7 separate regions of the Mus musculus genome follow, and regions 1, 3, 4, 5, 6 and 7 are each linked to region 2. The links are chromatin contacts, called in public HiCAR-type, HiChIP or PLAC-seq and promoter capture Hi-C maps. All regions are on one chromosome and are shown on one strand. Each heading gives the region's core, a stretch centred on a gene start, on an enhancer-like site or on the middle of the called end of the contact. The rest is flanking DNA. Distances are from core to core; before and after follow the strand shown. Region 1 holds the start of Med13 (mediator complex subunit 13). Region 2 holds the start of Mtmr4 (myotubularin related protein 4). Region 3 holds the start of Coil (coilin). Region 4 holds the start of Scpep1 (serine carboxypeptidase 1). Region 5 holds the start of Akap1 (A kinase (PRKA) anchor protein 1). Region 6 holds the start of C030037D09Rik (RIKEN cDNA C030037D09 gene). Region 7 holds the start of Rnft1 (ring finger protein, transmembrane 1).

Region 1 (3,443 bases), core at 341-2,840, 1.2 Mb before region 2:
GAAAACCATCTGAATTTTTTTTTTCTTAAGGAAAAAAAAAAAAAGCCTGTTAATTCTCCACAAGCACACAGCTCCAAGGAAAGAACCACTTCCAAAGAGCTGTCAGATTTGTGCTAATCTAGCTTCAAAAAAAAAAAAAAAAAAAAAAACCCAAAGTGCCAAAAATAGATCCAGTTGGGGAAGACAGAAACGTTAAACCTGCTGTACATCTTACTACATGTGACGAGATGCTGATTAATGGACATGTCAAGAAAACCAGTCTAATCTGTAAGACGTAAGTGTGCTGAAGATCCCCATTTACCACATCGTGAAAGAGATTCAACAAAGGAAATTCAGTAATTCCTTATTCTAACTTAGTGACAGAAAGCATAAGGTGCCAAAAATGAAACTGCTGATACATGACTGGCAGTTTATGCTTGCCAACTAGTTATGCTCCACCCACTTAATTCACTTACCTATGATAGACTTAATATTTCTCAGAGCACACGAAAAATGAAAAAAGTCACTCTAACTTAGTCATTCAGGAAGCTCGGCTATCGTTTAATTCAGGACTAGATATTTGCAACAGTTGGTACTTTTGACAAAAGTCTTAACTCTTGAGTGTTATCCGATTTGGGCCGACCTACATACACGTACTAGAACATCCCTAATTCCAGCTGCCCCAGACTTTTCAGTTCAATAAAAGGAACAGCCAGCTCAAAACATTCTTAAAACGTAAGCAAAACAGACAAATATAGAACGTTTAGTGCGAAACCACAGTACCTCCTCCACTTGCCCCTCCACTCTCACAAAAACATAATGTTCTAATAAAAGCAAGATGGCTAGAAATTGTCAAAATGGCAAAATGTTTTCAAAGTTTAAAAAGAAAACATATGAACCGGCACACACTGTTTTTACACAAAGATCTGAAGTCACCCATAAGGACACTACCCCTGTATTAGTTTAACTTACAAAACGAAGAGGGTTTTAATACGTAAGTTTTTGGGGGGGTCCTGTTTAAGAGAAGCCCACTTACAAGGGAAAAGCGAGCTTAAAGGCAGTCGAGCAGGGGCAATCGTGGAAAGTGTGGAAAAGGGATACACTGTTCGATACAAGGGGCGGGGGGCGGGGAGGCGGGGAAGCAAGAAGCACACAAGAAAATATTACTATCCGGGCAGATAAGCAGCCCAAGTTAAGGAAAAGACTAGGATGGGGAAAAGAGTCCAAAACAAGACAGGAGGAGGAGAAAGACCGAGGGGGTGGGGGGAAAGACAAGCCTCTTCCCAGCAGAGCCCCGGTCGGTAGGTGAGCGGACGCTGCCTCCCGGGGCGGCCGCAGAGCCTCGGAGGAGGCCGACTCCGGCGGGGCCTAGCCGGGGGACACCGGCATCTGGATGCGACCCAGACCCCCTCCCCCACGGCCCAAGGGCGCACGGCGCGGCCCCCTCCCCCACCGCCCGCGGCCCCCGCACTCACCAGGCAGAAGAGGTTACAGTGACAATCTTCCAGGCTGGCCCCGTTCGACACGAAGGAGGAACTCATCGTCCCTCACAGCAGCCGCCGCCGGCGCCACAACCCACCATCCGCCATTACCGCCGCCTCCGACCAGAGAGAGAAACACAGACACCGGGGAGGGCGGGGGGCGGTGGGGAGGAGGCCGCCGGGCCGCCCGCCCTCCCCGCCGCCCCCCGGCGCCGCCGCGGCCCCCGCCGCCCGGAGGCACCCAGCCGCCCGGGGCCGAGGCCGCAGGCGGGAGGGCCGCGCCGCGCTCGGCCGGCCGCCGGGACTGCGGAGCCCGCGGACGCGCGTCCCTCTCCGGAGAGGAGGGGAAGGGATGTCTGTCCCTTCCACCAGAAAAATAAAAAAAGATTTAAAAGAAGAAAAGAGAAAAAAAAACGAAAAACAAAAAAATAATAATAACAATCAGGTACACGATAAATAGTCAGAGCCCGAGTCCGAGCGGGCCGAGCCCAGAAGCCCGGGAGGGTTCTCCGCGGCCCGGGGACGCCCGCGGAGGGGCGGGAAGGGCGAGGACCGGCAGAGCACCCCGGGCCCCCGGCCCGGCAGCGGCGATGTCCTTAAGCCCAGAGTCTCCTCAGCGGCGGAGGTGGTGGCGGCGTCTGTGGGCTCAGTCCATTCTCCGGCTGTGTCCTCGTGTTGTCCCTGGGCCAAGCCTGCCTAACGTCTGCTCTCCTGCCGCCTCACCGCCTGGACGCCGTAGTCTCCCCCATTTTGTGGGCCCAGCGGGCGGTGTTTTTCCCCCTTTAATCCGAATTCACGGGTTTTCCCTTCGCTTTAATGGCGGCCACAGGGACCAGCTCGCCCTCTCTGCTCGCCCATTGGCCGCCGCGAGGTCACGTGGGCCGGGCTCCGTAGGGAGGGGGGAGAGAGAAGGCGGTGAGGGAGGGCAGGGAAGCTTTCGGAGCCCCGGGGACCGGGCGGCCAGCTGGTGGCTACTAACATGGCGCCATCTGCTGGATGCCCCGGTTAAGATGACCCGAGTCTTGGCCCTAGCTTTCTGCTGGCTGGGGAAAGTGCAGCAGCGCAGGAAGGTTCACTTCAAAATCGAGAATTACTTGGAAATCAGTTCAAATTCTTTGGAAGAGAAAGTTGGCAAAAAAAAAAAAAAAAGAGAGAGAGAGAGAGAAAAAGAAAAAAGAAAAGAAAAAGAAAGACGTTCCAATGCATTCTCATTCACTCCATAAGGCCGCCGGGGTACATCGCAGAACTCTAGGGCTAAAGAATGAGAGCTGGATAGACACCAGCCTCGCCCTCTCTTTTTAAGTTATAATAAAGAGGTAAAAAAAATGAAACGATATGGTCTTGTGGTTAATGAACTAGAAATAAAGTCCTGCTGTTCAGGATTCGAAGCTGGAGCCAGTCTTTTACCTCTTTGTGACTCAGTTTCCTCATCTGTAAAATGAGGAAAACAAATGTTATGTTTGTTATATGATGCATGAATACAACCTGAGCACTAGCCTCGTGCCTGCGCCCGATAAGCAGTGTAAGGCATGCATTACTATACTTCCATCCTTCCTTTCTGTGGTTACTTTGAGAAACACGTGAACTCTGAGAGTGAGAATCAGGAGAACTGACCCTTTGTTGCTATAGCTGTCCAGTGCCTTAAAATGTTCTAGCACACAGTAGGTACTTGATATTTGAAAACTTAGAAATGAATAAGAAAAACCATGTATGATGTTAAATCCCTTCCCAAACAATTATTCTGGGCTGGATTACTCTTCAGTGAAGAGTTCAAAACATTTTCCATGCAAACTTTAAAAGGATTCTAGGAGGAGACGAGGGAGGAATCGGGAAAGATTAAGAGATAATGATACCAGGAGTAAAGACACAAGCTTTTAATCCCAGCTCTGGAGAGGCAGGGGGAATCTCTGAGTTTGAAGCCATTCTGGTCCACAAAGGAAGCTCCATGCTAGCCTAGGCTACATAGTAACACCCTGTCTCAAG
Region 2 (3,178 bases), core at 215-2,714:
TCCTATTGACCATTTCTACTCTGGCTCCACTTTCTGAGCCTCAAGCCTCCATGTTTCCCGTATACAATACCTTCATTTTGTAGCTGCTCTTGGGAAAAACAAGGTATTAACTACCTGGCAACCTCTGATTTCCGCCTTTCCCCAGATTTGGGTAAATAGATATGCAGAATTAAGCTCCAAATTCCAGGAAGCTTGTGGTACAGTGCTGAACAAATTCTGAAGGTCCTGTAATTAGAGTGCTGGGACATAGGGAAAAACAAAATGCCATAGTCTCCAAGGAGCTCAGTATCACGCATGCGCTAGGTTAGACCCGGGTTCTAGACCCTGTAACTAAAACAGTGAACTCAGGAGAGATTTCTGTTTTCCTATGACTTAGTAACTGTAAGTACTTCAGAAACCAAGACGTGAGGACACTAGCCTAGGATCTCAGGGCCTAGACCCACTCCAGGACTCGGACTATCCGCCGAGAATAGGACTCTTTGCCACTTCAGTTTGGTTAGTAGTGGCGCGGATCACGGAGACCTCCAGCGTTACTGGTGACCTGCGTCCCGGTGCTGGCTCCAGGCGCTTCAGTCTTGTCCCTCTACCCCTTTTACAGACTAAGAAGCCGCAGCTAGCTAATGGCAGTCAGACCCAGTTTTTCTCTCTTGGCTGAGAGACTCTGGACTGGCGGCAATGCAGGTCTCGAAGGACGGCAAGGTTGGTCGGTCGTTAACAACCAGTCCAGATACGCAAAGGGAACCGCCAGCGCTGCCAGTCCGAGAGCTCCTTCCTCCCAGGCCTTCTAGGAGGGTCTTTCACGTTTTCCATTCCTGTGGCTTCAGCAGTTCCCGAACCCAGCTCTTCTCTTTCGCAGACAAAAAAAAAAAAAAAAAATCCAGGATTTTCTTTTCCATCGACCGGGCGACGAAACACGAGAGTGATGGAACCGAGAGTTTGGGAAGGGACCTTCCCCTTTCCTAGCCGGCATGCTACCCTTCCTTTCTCGCATTACTGGAGCAAAACAGAAACACCACTGGGTTAAAACGCTGAGCCACCGCGAGGTCATTTGCGAACTACCTCTCGGGCGGGGTCGTCACCGGAAGTGACTGCTACCATTCCCTGCAATGTCCCGCCCCCCAGTTGCGCTACCAGTAGGCGACGGGCGGCCGTACTTCCTGTCCCCGGAGCCCTAGGCTGCGACCCCTCTTACTCCTCTCCCATTGGCTGCCAGAGGGACGCGCTGTGATTTCCTATTGGTCGTGTCTGCTCTCTGGCGCCAAGCCTCCTCCCTCCGGGTACTGTCTGGTCTCCGGGTGCCGGATAGGTTACAAGCTGAGAGGGCGTCTGCCCACTGGACCAGTGAGCAGCGTGGAGAGTGAGGGCGGCGGCTGCGTGGTGAGGCAGGGCGGGACTTCGCGTGGCTATTGGCCAGGGCGGGTAGAGGCTAGAGATACGATTGGTTGGGGACAAGGGACCGTGGTGGGGTTCGAGCTGCGCGGCCTCAGCAGCTGCGGGAGACGGAAGTGGTGAGAGCGCGGCTTTGGAGGGTCGGGCGGACGCCGCCTGGGTGAGTCACTGTACCCCGTGCACTGCCAGCCTGGGAACCACAACGACCAAGTCCTGCCCGGCCCTCGCCGGCTCTCTTGAGTCCCGCCCTCTGTCATTTGGGGCTCCGCCTCCGAGGCCTTGGCCCCGCCCCTAAAACCTGGGCACCTGGATCTCCTGGCTGCTTAGCCCATCCTCCCCCACCCCCCACCCTAAGACCAGAGTCCCTAACTGTGAGAACCCTGGGCCTCCTAGGCCTGGTCCTTGTCGCTCCCTTCCTCTCTCTGTTTCTCAGGCCGCGAGCCAGGGAGCCGTGAGGCAGCACCTCCGGCTGGCCGCTTGCGGGCTCCCCCGTGAGGGAGGGAAGGTTGGTAGGATCACAATGGAGGCTTTAATCGCCGTAGCCTCCTATGGGGCTCTGCTGCACACCCCTCGAGCATACCAAACATGAAGGAGTGTCGGTGAAATTCAGACCTGGCTCCCTAAGTGGGCCCAGGAGGCCTTAACTTGAAATCCTTGTTAATTCGACCCATTTGACAGATGTTGTCTCCCAGGCCGGACTGGCCTAATTCTGCTCCTGTTGTGTGGCCTCCTCCCTCAAACCTTCACCTACTTGGTCTCAAGTATGCTCAGCAGGACCGGGCCAACCCTGCTGCTCTTTTATCACAGGTTGTGGTCCTCTCCCTCTTGTCCTCTGCTCTGGACTCTGCCCCCAGTAACAGGTCAGGTGGGTGCTACTCCTAGACTCAGAGACTGGCCGAACTGCCCTGTGGATTCATGCCCCTACCAGGGCCAAAAGTGAGTCCCAGTTGGGCAGTCTTTGTCTCTTCAGAGTTGGAATTTCTTCTCTTTTGTAGAGAGCAGGGTTTGGAGTGCTCTACTGCTGGGTGTGGGGATCAGAACGTTTGAGTTCTGCTGAGTAAGCTAGGATGATACTTAGCCTTGCTCAGGAACTTTTGTGGTGGAATTCTCACCGGGCAGGGTCACTTGTTGCTTCTTCCATTGCCTGACTGGTGTGGTGACTTTTTGAGACGCCGGATCCTCTGTGGTGGAGGAAAATGAGTTGCAGAGAAGTTCAGGGGTAGACCCGTGTGACAATCGTTGATTCTATGGTGATGTTAATGACCGTGCACTTTCCTCTTGTGTTCTGTCTCCTTTAGTGACGAGCAGGAGCAGGCAGCCAGGACCCTCGCCAAGGTAGAATGGTGAGTAGCTCCTTTTCCCTCATACCACTGTGTGTCTCATCCTCCAGTCTGACTCAGGGAAGCTGCCCCACCTCTCTTGGCCCTAGTGCCCCTGGTTACTCTGTTCACTTCCTAAACAGGCTCATTTGCCCTGATGCTTTTTTTTTTTTTTTTTTTTGGATGGGCAGTGTTGTTTTGAGACAGGTTCTTGCTGTAGAGTTTTGGTTAGCCTGGTACTAGACATGTAGCCCATGCCAGCCTTGAACTTGTGGGCAATCCCTCTTTCTCCCTCCATCTCCTAAGTGTTAAGATTGCAGGTGAATGCAGTGTGGGGCCTTGTACATGATAGGCAAGTACTCTAACACTGAGCTATGTATCTAGCTTATGGTTTCTTAGGATTGAAAAAAATATATATCGGGCACTATATAGCACTGGGCTCAGCAGCTTGTAGTTTTTCTCGGTGTTAG
Region 3 (3,062 bases), core at 427-2,926, 1.4 Mb after region 2:
TTGGATCTCACATTTATGATGCTAATCTGATAGTAAATTCTAAAAGTCTTAAGAAAAAAAATCAAACTGTCAGATGTCTTAACTGTGGTAAGCAAGGGCATTTGGAAAGGGATTATAGGGTAGGTGTTCCTAGAATCTGTTTTGTTTATTCCTAGAAATAATCCAGAAGGCCTCAGCCCTCTGCAATATGCATAAGGTGGGGCAAAGACCAGCATTAGACTAATGAATTCAGATTAACAACACCCTAAGAGGCCTCCTGCAGGTGCAGATATCCAATTGAAACCAGCCTTTCCTGTCAGGGTCAGAGAAACTCAGCCCCAGAGCAATGAAAAGACTTAAAGTCTGTTGTTGACACTTCTCAGGTCCAGTGAGGTGCATGGAGTCACAAGCAGACACAGGGTTGTTTGTGTTTCTTGTGATCCGACACAAGAAGACCACCATCTTCACTGATGCCAAGGAGTCAAGCACGGTGTGGGAGCTCAAGCGCATCATTGAGGGCATCATGAAGAGGCCTCCTGAGGAGCAGCTGCTGTTCAAGGACAACCAGCTCCTTGATGAGATGAAAACTCTGAGGGAATGTGGCTTCACTTTTCAGGTAGCAAGGCCAGAGACCCCAGCCACAGTGGGCCTGGCCTTCAGAACAGGAGATGTCTTTGAAGGCCTGGAGATCCACCCCTAATCTTTTCCTCCACCTCTTCCAGACGTGAGGAAGGATTCTGGAAACAGTGCTAAGGAACAAGATGTGCAGTGAGGGCCCCACAGCCAATTCCTAGAGACCTAGAGACCCATTCTCTAGTTGAAAATAAATAAATAAATTGGCTGTCTTTTAAAATAAATATTAAATAACCCTAAAAGCACAAATACTGCTCTCGCGTCATACTGTATTCTACCTCTCGACTGGAGGTGGCCAGCAGCCAGCAGCCAGCAGCAGCCATCCCTGAGGAGAAAGGAACAAAGCTAGAACAGGGCGTCCGTAGGGGATGATTCCCTCTGGGATGATAGGGCCTGCTACAGGCAGGACTGGTCGGGAACAGCAGGCTCTGGAGTGAATGGTGTGGTTCCTGAGTGTCTTCTCTGGGTACCTAGGCACCACCTGGAGTGTCTGAAGACAACTACAGTGTAACTTATATATAATAAATAAATCTTTTAAAGAAAATCTTCCTATTTATTTAGCTTTCTGACTCTCTGGACCGTCAACACTTTCAGAATACTGTTCTGCCTCAAGATGAGGAAAGCACTTGATCTGGTCAGGGACAGAGGACACACTGAACTCCCTGAGGCCCCCAAGGACGTGTGTGTGTGAGTTTTAAACAGTCTTATGAGAACTTTAAGTCTCGCATCACGAGAATGTCTCATTTTCTGCTTGGACACGCACCACAATTTGGTGCTTTCCTGACCTTTTTGGTAGAAAAGTAAAAACCTATTACAGGGGTTCGAGTCAGGCTTGCTGCTTATTAATTTTATAGATTTTTGGTTTGTTTCTGTTTAATTACACGAACCGATATCGTAGCAGCTATCCTGACAGTCAACTTGCATGTATGTTCAGCCCTGAGAAAGAATGGGGAGCTCGCGAGGGGAGCCTTACAGACCTACTTGCGCCCCCAGGCGGCGCACGCTAGCTGCTGCTGGGGGCGGGCCGCCGGACCACGCCGCTGCGAAAGCCCTTGGAACCTCTCGGCTTCCGTCGAGCATGAGCAAGATGGCAGCCTCCGAGACGGTTAGGCTACGGCTTCAATTTGACTACCCGCCGCCGGCCACTCCACACTGCACGGTCTTCTGGCTTCTGGTGGACCTGAACAGATGTCGAGTTGTCACGGATCTCATCAGTCTCATCCGCCAGCGCTTCGGCTTCAGTTCCGGGGCGCTCCTGGGCCTCTATCTGGAAGGGGGGCTGCTGCCCCCTGCCGAGAGCGCGCGCCTGGTGAGAGACAACGACAGCCTCAGGTGCGCGGGAGCGCGCGGGGGTGGGGGTGGGGGCGCGCGGCTCGGGGTGCGGGTGCGGGTGGGGGGCGCTTGCTGGACCGCAGGATGCAGGATCCGGGTAGCGAGCTAGCCAGCTGCGGAAAGGCAGGTTCGCGAGATCCTGAGTGGTCCAGCCCAGGATGGAGCATCCTTCCCCGGGTTCCCCGGGACGCTTCTCATTTCAGGGGGACTAAACTTGGAGCAGCTCCGGTGCTCAAGAGCAGGGCCAGTACTCACTCTGCCAGGCTCTGTGTGCAGTGTGCATGGCGCAAATATGCCACAGACCCGCCTTCTCTGGGCTGCACTTGCAGGCAGGAAGCAGAGATGTTTTCTGAGTAATGTATGGAATGGCCCACCTTAGCGCCTTGGCAGTGTCCACTTCTGGTGGATTTCTGTGTCTCATTCAGGTGTCATTGGGTCCCATCCAATTGGTATCGGAATGCGTTTCACGTGTCACACAGAAGGCTGTGTGTTTCAGTAGCTTGACTGCTTGCATCTCAAAGCCCTAGATTTGATTCCCAGCTGGCTAACCAGGAATCCCTGCACTGAGGAGGTGAAGACAGACAGGAGGATCAGGAGTTCAAAGTATCCTTGGCTACATAGGTCAGCCTGGCATATGTGAGAGCTGTTTAAAAAAGAAAAAAGGTAAAATCAGGCTGGGCGTGGTGGCGCTCGCCTTTACTCTCAGTAGTCGGGAGGCAGAGGCAGGTGGATTTCTGAGTTTGAGGTCAGCCTAGTCTGCAGAGTGAGTTCCAGGACAGCCAGGGCTACACAGAGAAACCCTGTCTTGGAAAACAAAAGAAACAAATGTGAGACAGAGAGAGAGAGAGAGAGAGAGAGAGAGAGAGGCCCGAGTGGAGGTGGCGTACACCTTGTATCCTAACTCTCAGAAGGCAGAGGCAGGCAGATCTCTGAATTTGAAGCCACCCTCGTGAGGGCTGGGTAGAGAAACCTGTCTCAAAACAACAAGAAGGAGAATTTAATCGTTGTCACTGAAGTGAGTATCCAGGAGCGACTACAGTGTGACTAGTTGGCAGGTGGCTTAGTTGTCTCAGATGGCGGGCTGATGCGATTGGTCATACCAGTTGGCATACATACTG
Region 4 (3,054 bases), core at 243-2,742, 1.4 Mb after region 2:
TGCTGAAAGTGATGGCTCACAACCATCTGTAATGAGATCTGACACCCTCTTCTGGCGTGTCTAAAGACAGCTACAGTGTACTTACATATAATAATAAATAAATCTTTGGGATGGGGTGAACAGGGCTGGATGGAGCGAGCAGAGGTCCTGAGTTCAATTCCCAACAACCACACGATGGCTCACAACTATCTGCACAGCTACAGTGTACTCATATACATAAAATAAATAAATCTTTGAAAAAAAAAAAAAGACTGAAAATCAGGGGTGGTGAGATGACTCAGGAGATAAAAGACAGTGGCCACCAAGCCTGGCACCCTTAGTTCAGTCACAGGGAGCTACATCATAGAAAAACTGACTTCTCCGTGTTGTCCTCTGACTACACACACACACACACACCCTTTGACACTCACAAAACAAATTAAAAAAGAAAGAAAGAAAGAAAGAAATTAAATTAAAAGGCTGGAAAGATGGCTCAGCTGGTAAGATCACTTTCTCACTGTCTTGCTCTTCCAGAGGACCTGGGTTTAATTCCCAGAATTCACATGGCAGCTCACAACTTCTGTACCTTCGCTTTCCTGAGATCCAAAGCCCTCTTCTGACTTCTCAGAGCACCAGGCATACAAGTAGTACACAGACAGACATGGAGGCAAGACAAAATATATTTTTTTCCTTTAATAAAGTGAGAGTTAATCCAGACACTTGGTAGGTAAGAGTCCGAGGCCAGCCTAGTCTATGGAGAGAGTTCCAGGACAGCCAAGGCTACACAGAAAAAAACCTGTCTGGAAAAACAAACAAAAAGAAAAAAAGGAAAAAAACGAGAAGAAAAGAAAGAAAGAAAATGTGCCAATTTGCAAGTCATTCCACAAAACAAAATTCTTTTTTGCCCAAAAATAGGCCAGAGCAGTCAGCTGATATTTTGTCTCTTCTAAACCAGCAGAGGTGGCAGGCTTTGTTTCAAAGCAAGGATTTGTAGAGGTCTCTTTGGCCTCCAATCTCAGCTCAATCAAATGACCCTAAAACGTCACTAGGCAGCTAACCACAGGAGAAAGGGGAGGTGGCCTTTAGACCGTGAAGTCTCACTCATCAGCAATTTCCTGAAACCATACGTTTCTGTACAAACACTTCCATCTCCAGGAATCACCCTGCATCAGGAAGGGGCAGGAAAAGGCACTTTGAATTAAGACACAAATAAAAATTAAGAGGTTCAGAAACAATATAAATTTCTCAAGGGAAGAAGCGGGAGAAAGAAATGTGTTTTAAAAAAAAGAAAAAGAAAAACGCGAACGCATCAACAAATTCGAGAAGGAGGCACCCACCGTTGGTGCGTCTTTCTCACGAACCTACCCGCGCTGAAGCCCAGTAAGAACGATAGGAGCAGCAGCCACAGTCGCACGAGACAGATCCGCCGCGAGAGCTCCATGATGAAAACCCCGCCGCAACATCAGCAACAGGCAGGAGCCAAAGGCCATCGCGTGACGGCTTGCGCGGGGACTGGGCGGAGTCAGGGGCGGAGCCTAAGTGGGCCCTGACACTCCTAAGGATTCCGCGCTCCCTCTGCCGGTCGGACCCACCCAGGACCTCCTACAAAGGGCTCTCGAGGGAGGTGCTACAAAGGAGGCAGTTAATATGTCATCTGACCTTGGTTACTAAGTAGGGAAGAATTGAGAAAACTACAACTGGATAACCACCATCCCCTCAGCCCGGCCCGTGTTTGTCTTCTCCGACAAAAGGCTTATGTTTTATCTTTTAAGACTTGTTTTTATTATTTTATGTGCATATGTGTGTATGAATGTATATGCCACATGTGTGGGTTTATGCAGAAGGAGTGGGTTTCTCTGGAGCTAGGGTTACAGGGCTTTTTGAGTGGCCGGTGCAGATGCTGGGAACTGAATTTGAGTCCTCTGGAAAACCAACAAGTGCTCTTAAATTACTGAGCCATCTCCATAGTCTCAGGCCTAGAATTTTAAAAAATTGCATCTGAAAAGATGAAGTCAGATTAAAGCACGAACCAGCAGGTCTTTTAAGACTAGAGCTGGGCAGTGGTGGCGCACACCTTTAATTTCAGCTCTTGGGAGGCAAAGTCAGGTGGATTTCTGAGTTCCAAGCCAGCCTGGTTTACAGAGTGAGTTCAAGGACAGCCAGGGCTACACAGAGAAACCCTGTCTCAAAAAAAAAAAAAAAAAAAAAAAAAAAAAAAAACAGAAAGAAAGAAAGAAAAAGAGAGAGAGAGAGAGAGAGAGAGAGAGAGAGAGAGAGAAAGAAAGAAAGAAAGAAAGAAAGAAAAGAAGAGAGAAAGAAAGAGTCTAGATTCTATTTTCAGAAACCCATTACTTTGAAGTGGTGGCTCAGGGGTTAAGGGCATTGTTGCTCTTCCAAAGGACCCAAGTTTGGTTCCCAAGACCCACATGGTGGCGTACAGATTCAGAACTCCACATCTCATGATCCAGGGGATCTGGCACTTCCTCAAGCATACATATGATGCATATATAAGCCTGCAGGCAAAACGCTCACATAGATAAAGTGAATCGAAAATATTATTATCAAATCACATGTGTCATTAATATACTAGTAATTCATAAAAAATTACTATATAGATCCTATAACTTTTGGTTATGTATTTTAAACACAGCAAAAAAAAAGTGGACTTTTTCTCTCTTGATAGCATGGTCAACATCACTGTGTGTGATATACTATCTTCAAAGCAGTTATTTAAAAGAAGGTATCAAGGGCTTGTGGAGAGGAATTTGAAGAAAACATGGACTGCAGAGGTGTGTGTGTATGATATGTCTGTCTGAAGATAAATTTTTATTTTACGGAATATTTTAGGGGTACTGAGTCACCTCACAGAGCCAAGCAACAGCAAGAGCTACCTGGAAGTGACTTTTGTCTCTGCAAACTTTGTTTTAAGATAACAAACTCACAAAAGAAAGCAAGAACAAAGAATGTGTCCCTGACTCAGGTTTTTATCCTCCCCCATGCCTCCTATGCATCAGCAGAAATGTTTTTCTTTGCAACCTGTAGATTTTATAGCTTCTAGAAAGTGTAGTGCGTATC
Region 5 (3,229 bases), core at 481-2,980, 1.3 Mb after region 2:
AGCCTCGCTTTCTAAAGTTAAGCGTTTAAAACAAAACCAAAAACCCCACGGTTACTAATTTGGGAAGGACTCTGCAGTTAAATGAGCATGTAAGATTGATTTCCCGAAGCAATAGCAATTGTAATTGCAACACACGGATACAGAGGGTGGTAGCACACCAACCGAGATGGTTACATTAGGTCCAGCAACCCTGTTGTCACTGCAGGCGTTAAATTTAAACCCCAAGCAGCCTCGACTTCAATAGCGGAAAGATAGGCAGTTTAAACCTTACTAATTGCCCTACACATACACCCGACCTTACCGGTTTGAGAAGCCTCCACTCTCACCTGGAGCGAAGTCCACCGGGTTTGTGTTAACCACAGCCCAAGGGTGGAAAGGTACTAGTTGCTCGAGGCATTTCCCGGAGGGAAAAGGTCCGGTTAGGCACAGGGCGTCTCAGAGGTCCCTTCTGCACAGCCCCTGACTATCAGCACCTTCCCTCCCGGAGAAAGGAAACAGGAAAAGATAGGACACAGCAGTAGTTGACACCAGAATGTAGGCTCCTTTACGCGTATGGAGGCTTCTCTACGCAGGTTTTTACCTATAACCCTGGCAAAGTCCCCCCATGACCCCTGCAAAGTCCCTCCAGATCACTGTCCTGGGACGGAAAGAAAGGTGGGGCGCGACACGTGACCCTGGACCTCCCCACCCCCGCAAGAAGTCAGCGGGCACCTCTAGCTAGAGGTCTCCCACCTCTTAGGACATGCTTATGGGGCCACAAACTCTAATTCCCTTCGGACACCCAAGCTCACGACCTCCGGATCCTAATTGGTCTTATGGTCTCTCCACCGCCAAAAGGTTTGGGACCTGTCTTGCATCCCATTCTCCCCGCTACAACGGCAGAGTCCGCTCCAATAATTCGCGGCACTGAACTCCAGGAATTGTGTCTTCCTGCTCCGGTTTGCCACCACTGCCGGGCCAACCCAGAGTCAACTGGGCCCAGCAGTTAGAAAGTTAGGAAGGGAAGGGGTCCCCAAGGACCTCCTCTCCCGCCTTGGGCACTGGGTCCTTGGCAGAGACCGCCCCAGTGCCTCCTCTCCACGCGTAAACTGGGTACACACGACCTTTGAAAAGTAAACGCTAGCGAGACTAGACGACCTTGGTTGGGACGCGCTCGGGCAGGCTACCCAGAAGGGTGAGCCAGCATTGGGAAAGTTGAGGCGCACCGGAGCGCCCGGGGAATTGCGCCCTCACCTCCATCCTAGAGGCCAGTGACGTGAGGGGGGATGGGAGGGGAAAGCAGCGGCTTAAAGCAGCGCCCCGAGCTCAGCGCACGCGATCTGTCAGCAGCAGCCCTGGGACCGGGAAAGACCAGCGGGGCGCGCGGGTCATCAAGGCACAGACCCGCCCGCTTGACAGCAGGCGCGGTGCACAAGGCTCTCGGTCCCCGGAGTACCTGGCGCGCGCGTCGCACCCTGCACCTGCACCCCAGGCTCCCCATCACCCCAACTCGTTCTCTCTCCGGGCCCGGCGGGCGGGTGCCCGTGCCAGCCGTCACTTACCTGCTCCTGGGCGACCGTCTAGGCACTCAATCCTCCCGCCACCGCCCCCTGGCCCCCCACCTAGTCCAGCGGCCCTGCCCCGCAGCGCTGCACGGCGCTTCGGCCGCTCCCCCACGTGCTAGCCCAGGCCGGGCGAACACAGAGACATTAAATACTGAGGACGCGCAACGACGTGCCCGCGGCGCGACGCAAGGCCCCGCCCCTCGCCCTCGGCTCCCTGGCGTGCCCCCCTCGCCCGCTCGCTCTCCTGCGCGTGCGCGCCATCGGCCGCTCCCTCCCCCGACTTGCGCGCGCCTCTCTCCCAGCTGCGCCAAGAGGGGCGCGGTCAGGAGCTCTCCGCTGACATCCCGGAGCTGTACGGGCCCGCCTTGCTGGCGCTCTCGCGAGAGTAACAATATTCACGGCGGGCATGGGAGATGGCCCCTACGTCCCACACTCGGGCTGGGGTGGGTTCCTGGTGTCTGAGTGCTCGGCACAATGAACTTGGCTCGCACGGGGTCTCTGCTTCTTCTCCGGGGAGAGGTGTCAGGCAGGTTCCTGCCTTGGGATGGTGCCTCTCCTGGAAAAGGTTGCTGAGGCTGGTGAGGGACGATGCTACATTGTTCCCCTTGCCTAGGAATCTGGCTTTCCCGTAACCTTGCGAGCATAGCATAGCTTTTCGAGTATAATAGGTGGCCATTGGTTGATCAGTAATGTGGATACTGTGTAGCCCTCAAGGGCAAGTTGATTTCTCATTTTCGCAACTTTAGTGATGTCGAAGGGGCTTTTCTCTAAATGATCTGGGGTTTTGCAAAGTTTGCCTTCGAAGAAATGGTCACCATGAGTCACTGCCTCCCCCAACGACTTGAGAAAACCAAACTACCTGCAGATAATTGTATCCGACGGAGGTTCCACTTGCCAACCAGCCCAGCTCTGATCCTTAAAACCTAGGCACTTTCCTTTACTTGCTTATTTATTTTGATATTCTGAGACTGTGTCTCATGTCTCACGGCCTCAAGCTGGGAAGTTCTAGGTTGACCTTGAACTCCTGATCCTCCTGCCTCCACCTCCCTAAGTGTTGGCATTACAGGGCACTTTCAGTGCACATTTTTTGAACGAAATATAGGAAAGGTACCATACTAAGAACCAACCATTACTTGGGAAAAATCTTCACTGGTGATCAAATGTGAATTTTAAGTTTTAAAAAGAGACTATGCATACTGAATATAATTTTGAGTATCTACTGTCTAACTCATTTATTTCTTTTTCTTTTTTTTTTTTTTTTTTTTTTTTGGTTTTTCGAGACAGGGTTTCTCTGTGCAGCCCTGGCTGTCCTGGAACTCACTTTGTAGACCAGGCTGGCCTCGAACTCAGAAATCCACCTGCCTCTGCCTCCCAAGTGCTGGGATTAAAGGCGTGCGCCACCACGCCCGGCTTCATTTATTTCTTGAGCCAGCACTTGGAAAGCTGAGGGAAGATTACCACAATTTCAAAGCACCCTGGGCTACAGAGTTGAGATCTCAAAGTACACAGCCCAAATTGTTTTTAAAGATTATTTTTATGCATATGAGTGTTAGCTGCATACATGTATATTTATCATTCGGGTCCCTGGTGCTTGTGACGGCCAGAAGAGGATGTTGGAGCCTCTTGAACTGGAGTTCCAGACCAGTTTAAAGCCTCCACAGGAGGCTGGGGACTGAACTCTGGTC
Region 6 (3,315 bases), core at 131-2,630, 1.1 Mb after region 2:
GGCAAAATCGAGAAGGGAATGCGTTACCTGGAGCGTTTCGTTGTGGGATCTCTCATGACCATACATTCTCTAATTTCTCCAAATTTGCTAAAATAGTCTCTAAGGCTATCTGTAGAGAGAGAGGGAGAGAGAGAGAGATGGGGGGGTGGGAGAAGGTGTGGAGGGGGGAGCAATGCAATTTTTTGATCAAGGACAAAAAGCAAAAGTAGTTTTCTGTTGTTATTCTGTTTTGTTTTTGCAATATTTTTGCACACGAGGGGGAAATTCAGCAACAGAGGTCGCGTAGAGGGCTCGGAAAGGATTTGCTATTTAAAAAAATAACCTTGCACAGGAGAAGTGGGGAGCCAATGGCGGGGTGGGGGGGCTCTTACACTGGGATAACAAAGAGCAATAAAGAAGCCAAGAAGGGGGGGACCCAGGCGTCCCCCCCTCCCTCCCTTACCTGGTGAGGTCTGCCAGCTCAGTCCACCGATAAACATTTTACTAGAGGGAGAAAACATAACCGAAGTGAGCACCGATGTCAGATCGGCCATTTTGACGTGTAACTTACAAAAGCTAAAAGGAAAGCTGGGGGGGAGCGGGCGAGCGCGAGCCTGGAGGTGGGCTGGGGGAGAAGGTGGCGGCCCCACGCCACCCCAAGGTGCGCGAGTGCCCCAAGGGTGCGCGCGGGGGCGCGGGGGGCGCGCGAATGCCCCGCTCCGCACCGTCGCCCGCACAGCCCCGAACGAGCCCGCGGCGGCGCGGTGGGCAGCGGCTGGAAACTTACCCGGGGTCGTGCTGGGAGTCGTTGGCGCTGCCCGAGGTGCCTGGGCTCCCATTTGCCTCCATAGCGGAGCCCCCCCGCCCCCCCACCCCCGACACACCGAGCCCCACAGCGAAGCGGAGCGCAGCGGCGGCCGGCTCCGAGCCCCAGATCTCCGTCCCTCCTCCCCCGCCTCCTCCCCCCGCCCGGCGGCTGCGAAGCTCCGCGAGCGCCGAGCCGGGCCAGCGGCGAGAGCCCGTCACACGTGGGCTCGGCTCAGCTCAGCCCCGCCGCCTCGCACACCCCCCGTCCCCGCCCCCCCGGCCCATCCCCACCTCTCCCCCTCCTCCTCCCCACCCCCATCTCCTCCTCCTCCTCCCCCTCCTCCCCGCGCACGTGGGGCGGAGTTCTAGAACGTCGTGTAACCAATGCGGTGACGTCACGCACCCCGTTCGGTCCCCCGCCTGTCCGCGCGCGCACACGCTCGGCCCCCCGCGGCAGCGGGACCCATCAGGGGCGGCGCGCGAGCCCCGCGACTCGAGTGGGGGGGTTGGCCACGCCAAGCAGGCGGGGAGACGGGAAGCGCACCCCGAGTCGGCTCAGATCACATGGGCTGGGTGTGGGGGAGGGGGAGGCGCGGGGAGCTCGGCCCGGGCTGTTCGCTGGGCCGGGAGGCGGCAGCGCCCCCGGGCCCCCCTAGTTCGGACTATTCATTCAAGTTCCTGGGGCCCTGCGCCCGATTCGGAGGTGGCACCCGCCGCCCTCCCTGCCTCTGTGCCCCCGTTTCCAGCCACCGCGCGGAAATTTAGGTCAAGGACGCCGGGAGCACACCCACACCCTGCGCTCCCAGGGCAGTCCTCGAGAACCCCGGGATCTGGGGGGCTTGCGGATGGAGGAGACCCTCCTGCACGAACACCAGCCACAAGTTTTATTTTCCCTTCGCGCGGCAAGTTCTCTGGCTCCCGCTCCACACTGGCACGTCCTGCACGGCTCCCCGCCCTTCCCCGCCAGAGGTACGGAGCCGTGCCCGCGAAGGTTATTTCGGAACTTTGAGAAACTGACGCGATAGATAACAGGGGGCGAGGAAGCAACCAGACAGGGCTTGCGCCTTACTCAGACCGCGATTTGAAAATATAATAAAGTGGGCTTGTAGGGGTCAAGGTCAAATGATTGGGGTTCAAAGCAAATGTTCATGGAGATTGAGTAGCAGTTTGGGAGTATCCCGAGGGTGGTTAAGATAGGTGCTTATTTCAGAAAATCCCTCGACCATTCATCCGTTATCTAATTTATTTATGTTTAAAGTTACTAGGGCTTCCTCTGTAAAGAGTGTAAGCGCCAGGAGTGAAATGGCTCTCTATCTCCCAAGACCTGCGGTAGGTCTTGGAGATAACAAAGCACCTTACCCCTAGTTTTTGGAACTAGGAGCCTCACAGATTCTGACACTTAGTAGGTGTTTGGTAAAAGTTCCCTTTCTCCCCTGGCAAAGTGTAAACTCCAAAGGATTGGTGACTGTAGCTTCCCGGGGGAATCGCACACTTCGTATTCCAGGCTGGCCAGATTCAGGCTGTATTCAATTTATGGAGTATTTAAAACAGTACGGATACAATTATCCTTATTGTTTTAAATTATTACAATAAACCAAGTTAATATGGCATGAGGGGCAACATAAAGTTGTGGTTCATCAAATCCCTGGGTTAATGTTAAGCATGCATTGATGCACAATTAACACTTTCCCATTAATTTTCATAGGATTAGGAGACAATGGAATTCACTCATCACCAAAACTATGCCGTGTCCATTGTGGGTTTGGAGACATTTGGAAAAATCTCAACACAGCCAAAGCTTTTGAGTGGTCAGACTGTCAATCTCTCTGTCCCCTAAACTGGGGTAGTGCCTCTCTGACAGCATGGATGGGCGGAGCATTTGTAGTGAACAATGTAACAATGTCAAAGTCCCTTTTTAAAATTGTGTACTTACATGGACTGTGTTTATTATAAATTGTGAATATGATTTTTAGAAGGCACTTCATAAGACTTCAGACCACAAACCCTGCTGTTTCCCAACACTCCAAACAAACTGATTTTTGAATCATCTGGGTTCCCATGTGTTAAAGAGCTGCATGTTTTTATGATGGTAATTGTTTTTTTGCGATTATTCTCAATCACAAAGTACAGGCAACACAGCTAATTGGATTATATTTTGGATTTTTACCGCAGAACCACAGATCATCAGAGCTAGAAAGGCCTTTCTTTACCCGGCTCCTTCCTTGAATATGGGAGTCCCAAAGGTGCCAGGCTGTCAGGCCGCCTTCCCACCCCAACCAGTTAATACCTAAAAGGGGCTCTGGCCATGGTTCAGTGCCCTTTGACTCTGTAGTGTGCTGTTTGTTGTTCCTCGATAGGCAGAAGTCAGTGGCTACCTTCCTGATGGAGACTTGAACAAACTGTTAAGTGGTGAGCTGGGAGGAGACCTGATGGGGCGGGGCCCCGAGCACTGCAGTGTCCAAGCCAGAGACTGATAAAGGACTAAAGGAGAAGGCTACTACGTCACTGCACTGTTTTTCTTAAGGTTGG
Region 7 (3,124 bases), core at 84-2,583, 1.1 Mb before region 2:
AATTCTAGGATTACAATCATGAGCCACTAATGCTTATCATACGTTCATTTTAGTTTAAAATAAAACTACTCACATAGGATCTCTGCTGTGCACAAAATTTGCAGTCTCAGTTGGCTCCCTGGAACCCAAATAAAGGTAGGAGAGAAAATTTCCCAAAAGTGTCCTCTGTCGTACCAGTTCAGGCACTACCTGTCACCATCACGCACAGGCACAAATAGGCCTGTTCTACTTGGGACCAAGTCTTAAAAAAAGAGAGTGCTAATGTGCTGGTCACAGAGAGAAGCAGATCCAAAAGAGCATTGGGATTTTTTAAAGTGCTTTTTGACTTGAGAGAAATTTAAGAATAGTCTCAAGATGAATGAAGGGCTGAGGCTAAAACCAGTAGATTCAGTTATACTACTATGAAAGGAAGACAAAATTTCATGGCTAAGGAGATTTTGACAAGGTATTTGAAAGGTTTAAGTCAGGTAGAAAGACAAAATTACTGGACACGTAACTCAGAAGTGTCTCTGCAAAAAGCCAAGTGTGTGCAAAACGCCAGACTTTTGCCTAGTCACGTCAGCCTCCGATGAAATACTTAATTTCAAGAATCATAGGAATCCTGTTATACATATGATGTCCTAGATTTTCCAGAACTGTGTTTTTTTTTTTTTTCCTTGTAGTATCTTTTTTCCCCTTTAGTAGCCTTTATTTTAGAAGTCGAGTTCCCTGCTCGCCAACACGGGGTTTTCTAAATCTACTTCCAGGGCCTCACAAACTTCCTGGCGCGTCTGATATCCAGTTCTGGCACCCGGTTCTGGCACGAACTAGGGCACACTGTTCAACTTCAGGCTTGGAACCCGAATCCAGGTCACACAACCTCTCTGCCCAGGCAGCCCAGCGGGTCTGGCGTAGCTAGCAACACGCAGCCGGAAGCCAGATCGCGGCTCCCGGTACGCAGCCCGCTGCCGAGCAGGTTCCTGGACCTACCCATTTTCAACCTCAAGTACTGAAGGACTCCGAAGCGTGTGACTGATCACTAATACACGCAAGACGTGACAGCCACGCAGACTTAATTAGCACACACGTCCGCCACTACGCCACTCGTATAACATCACCAACAGGGCCACAGGGCGACAGGGCGGGTCTACGATGTTCAGGGCGGGGCCTAGATGCGCCCTCCTCCTCCTCCTCCCAGTGAAGGCGGGGCTAGGGACTCGGGACAGGGCCTAAAGGTTCCCTTCTCTGCTGGGAAGGGCGGGGCCGGGATGAGCGCGGGGCGGGGCCTAGAGGCTCCTTCTTCCACTGGGCGAGGGCGTGGCCCGGCGAAGGCGGGCCGCGCGTGACGACGTCTAGGGAGCGCGCGCGCCGCCGCGGGGCCAGGCCGAGCGCTGCTGGTGGCGTCCGAGGCTGAAGGCTTGGCGAGAAGGGCTTGCGGCCGCGTGTCGGGCTGTTGGTATTGTGGCTGCCGAGGCCGCCCGCTCCTGGTCATGAGAGGTCAGGCCTGGGGAAGGGGGTGAGGCGGAGGGTTTCCGGGGAGAAGAGCCGAAGCTCGGACGTGGGTGGAGAACTCTGTCCTCGCGGATTCCGGAAGAGTTGGCGTTGACTTTTCTTTCTCCCTTTCCCCTTTTCTTGTTTATGTATGAAGGAGGGCAGGTTTTGTGTTTCTTTTTTAATAGCAGAGACACAAACTGTCCTGTCCCAAGTCGCTCTTCAGAGAGTGAGGCGATAGAGCCGCTGTGGCTTCCGAGCCTCTTCGAAACGTCACACAGTAACTGCACGGTTTCAGCCAGCCAGCCTCCGCCGCAGCTAGCTCCATCGCGGGGGAAACGGGAGAGGCCCGGCGGTGGGCTCTGCGTTTCGTCGGGCGACAGCACGATTCTGGCACCCTGGTCCGAGATCCACACTGGATCACGTAGGGATCTTGCCCTGCCCACAGCCTCTCTTCTGACACCCCTAACCAAGCCGATGGTGGCATTTTTATTCGGGAGGCTAACTCCTTATTTAGACTAAAGCATCACTTAGCAATTACGTGATGACTCCCCCTAAGGGTCCTCTTTCAAAGGCATTTGACTAACATTCTTTTGGAAGGAGAAGCAATATTCTCGGTGGCACCATTAATTACTGAAAACCTTATTAGCTTTGTGGAAGCTGTTTCAGCATAAAATGAAGTGTTTATTATCTTTGTTGATGCTTAATTAAGGCACTGATTTTTTTCCTTCTAAACATTAATGAATCTGTAAAAAAAAATCTATTGTATTTATTTAGTGTGTGTGTCAGAGGACTTGTGGGAGTCAGTTCATTGCTTCCACCATATGAGTTTAGGGGATTTAACTCAAATTAAAGGTCTTGACTTACCCAGCCATCTCACCCACCCTTAGCAAACTTCCTGATGTGGACTCTGCCTCAGAGTACATGAGCCAACTTATTCAGCATTAGTGCTGCTATTCACTGTGGTATCTGCTGGGCACCCCTTTGACTCTTTGCTGATGTCTTTTGGCACATTTGAAAAATCAAGACATCTGCAGTGCTTTGTACTTTAAGTAGCCCCTGGTTCAAAACTCTTGGTTTGCCAAGTTGGACTTCGAGGTTGGAGTGGGGCAGGGCAGCAGAGCTTTGACAGTTGCAAAGATTGAAGGACCTGAAACTTGTCTGTGACTGTCAACTGCCCCTTTAGTGAACAAAGGACACCTAATGAACCGATGCACTGCTTGTGATTAACTTAGAATGCTTTCTGCTCTTTGATTTTACTTTTAAGGAGAAAGAGTCCTGAAGCAAAGACATTTTAGAGAGAAAATACTCAAGGGCCATGCAAGCCAGCTGTAACCAACTGCATGATCCTCCGGGCACTGCACATGAAGATGCTGCAGCCTCCCCGTGTGGTCATTCAAGATCAACAGAAGGTTCCCTTCACCCTGGGGATGTACATATCCAAATAAACTCCGGACCAAAAGAATATTCTGAAAATCCAAGCTCTAGAAATCCCAGGTCAGGCGTCTGTACTTGTGCCCATGGATGTGTGCATGGTCGTTTCCGGAGTTACTCCCACAGTGAAGCAAGACCACCTGATGACTTTGCTACAGAGTCTGGGGAACATGGAAGTGGCTCCTTCTCAGAATTCCGCTATCTCTTCAAGTGGTTGCAA

The links. Promoter capture Hi-C pulls out the DNA fragments that hold promoters and counts their contacts. HiCAR-type assays count read pairs that join an accessible place to other places. HiChIP or PLAC-seq counts read pairs in DNA pulled down with a chosen protein or histone mark. Capture Hi-C pulls out chosen DNA fragments and counts their contacts.
Region 1: a promoter capture Hi-C map of pre-B cells shows a contact between it and region 2, with 4 times the contacts expected there. The contact joins the promoter of Med13 here to the promoter of Mtmr4 in region 2. A contact is called at or near these places in 2 of 39 promoter capture datasets (liver and pre-B cells), 1 of 484 Hi-C or Micro-C datasets (CD4 T cells) and 1 of 9 other capture datasets (liver).
Region 3: a contact with region 2 is called in a HiCAR-type map of astrocytes, with 2.2 times the contacts expected there. The contact joins the promoter of Coil here to the promoter of Mtmr4 in region 2. A contact is called at or near these places in 1 of 39 promoter capture datasets (the HPC-7 cell line), 2 of 115 datasets of contacts at active chromatin or transcription factors (astrocytes and double positive thymocytes) and 1 of 9 other capture datasets (liver).
Region 4: a contact with region 2 is called in a HiCAR-type map of astrocytes, with 3 times the contacts expected there. The contact joins the promoter of Scpep1 here to the promoter of Mtmr4 in region 2. A contact is called at or near these places in 2 of 39 promoter capture datasets (the HPC-7 cell line and hippocampal neurons) and 2 of 115 datasets of contacts at active chromatin or transcription factors (astrocytes and double positive thymocytes).
Region 5: a contact with region 2 is called in an H3K27ac HiChIP or PLAC-seq map of bone marrow-derived dendritic cells, with 7 times the contacts expected there. The contact joins the promoter of Akap1 here to the promoter of Mtmr4 in region 2. A contact is called at or near these places in 3 of 39 promoter capture datasets (hippocampal neurons, liver and pre-B cells) and 2 of 115 datasets of contacts at active chromatin or transcription factors (bone marrow-derived dendritic cells and pancreatic cancer cells).
Region 6: a promoter capture Hi-C map of liver shows a contact between it and region 2, with 6 times the contacts expected there. The contact joins the promoter of C030037D09Rik here to the promoter of Mtmr4 in region 2. A contact is called at or near these places in 7 of 39 promoter capture datasets (the HPC-7 cell line, hematopoietic stem and progenitor cells, hippocampal neurons and 3 more), 1 of 484 Hi-C or Micro-C datasets (CD4 T cells), 1 of 115 datasets of contacts at active chromatin or transcription factors (stem cell-derived neural progenitor cells) and 1 of 9 other capture datasets (adipose tissue).
Region 7: a contact with region 2 is called in a promoter capture Hi-C map of liver, with 2.2 times the contacts expected there. The contact joins the promoter of Rnft1 here to the promoter of Mtmr4 in region 2. A contact is called at or near these places in 1 of 39 promoter capture datasets (liver) and 1 of 9 other capture datasets (liver).

The regions. Positions count from the first base shown.
Region 1 is chr11:86,356,006-86,359,448 of GRCm38.p6, forward strand. Med13 (mediator complex subunit 13) reads right to left here and starts at 1,591. Exons shown (of 30, transcript NM_001080931.2): 1 at 1,455-1,591. The coding sequence starts at 1,520.
Region 2 is chr11:87,590,702-87,593,879 of GRCm38.p6, forward strand. It overlaps Mtmr4 (myotubularin related protein 4), which reads left to right and starts at 1,465. Exons shown (of 19, transcript NM_133215.2): 1 at 1,465-1,549; 2 at 2,688-2,732. The coding sequence starts at 2,730.
Region 3 is chr11:88,972,259-88,975,320 of GRCm38.p6, forward strand. It overlaps Coil (coilin), which reads left to right and starts at 1,677. Exons shown (of 7, transcript NM_016706.2): 1 at 1,677-1,944. The coding sequence starts at 1,691. It also overlaps the pseudogene 2210409E12Rik.
Region 4 is chr11:88,953,950-88,957,003 of GRCm38.p6, forward strand. It overlaps Scpep1 (serine carboxypeptidase 1), which reads right to left and starts at 1,493. Exons shown (of 13, transcript NM_029023.3): 1 at 1,345-1,493. The coding sequence starts at 1,420.
Region 5 is chr11:88,862,856-88,866,084 of GRCm38.p6, forward strand. Akap1 (A kinase (PRKA) anchor protein 1) reads right to left here and starts at 1,731. Exons shown (of 11, transcript NM_001042541.1): 1 at 1,542-1,731. All of the region lies in intron 3 of 4930556N13Rik (RIKEN cDNA 4930556N13 gene), which reads left to right.
Region 6 is chr11:88,717,263-88,720,577 of GRCm38.p6, forward strand. C030037D09Rik (RIKEN cDNA C030037D09 gene) reads left to right here and starts at 1,381. Exons shown (of 4, transcript NR_038058.1): 1 at 1,381-1,755; 2 at 3,144-3,310. Msi2 (musashi RNA-binding protein 2) reads right to left here and starts at 967. Exons shown (of 14, transcript NM_054043.3): 1 at 767-967; 2 at 443-483; 3 at 28-109. The coding sequence starts at 828.
Region 7 is chr11:86,483,324-86,486,447 of GRCm38.p6, forward strand. It overlaps Rnft1 (ring finger protein, transmembrane 1), which reads left to right and starts at 1,334. Exons shown (of 9, transcript NM_029788.5): 1 at 1,334-1,476; 2 at 2,738-3,124. The coding sequence starts at 2,789.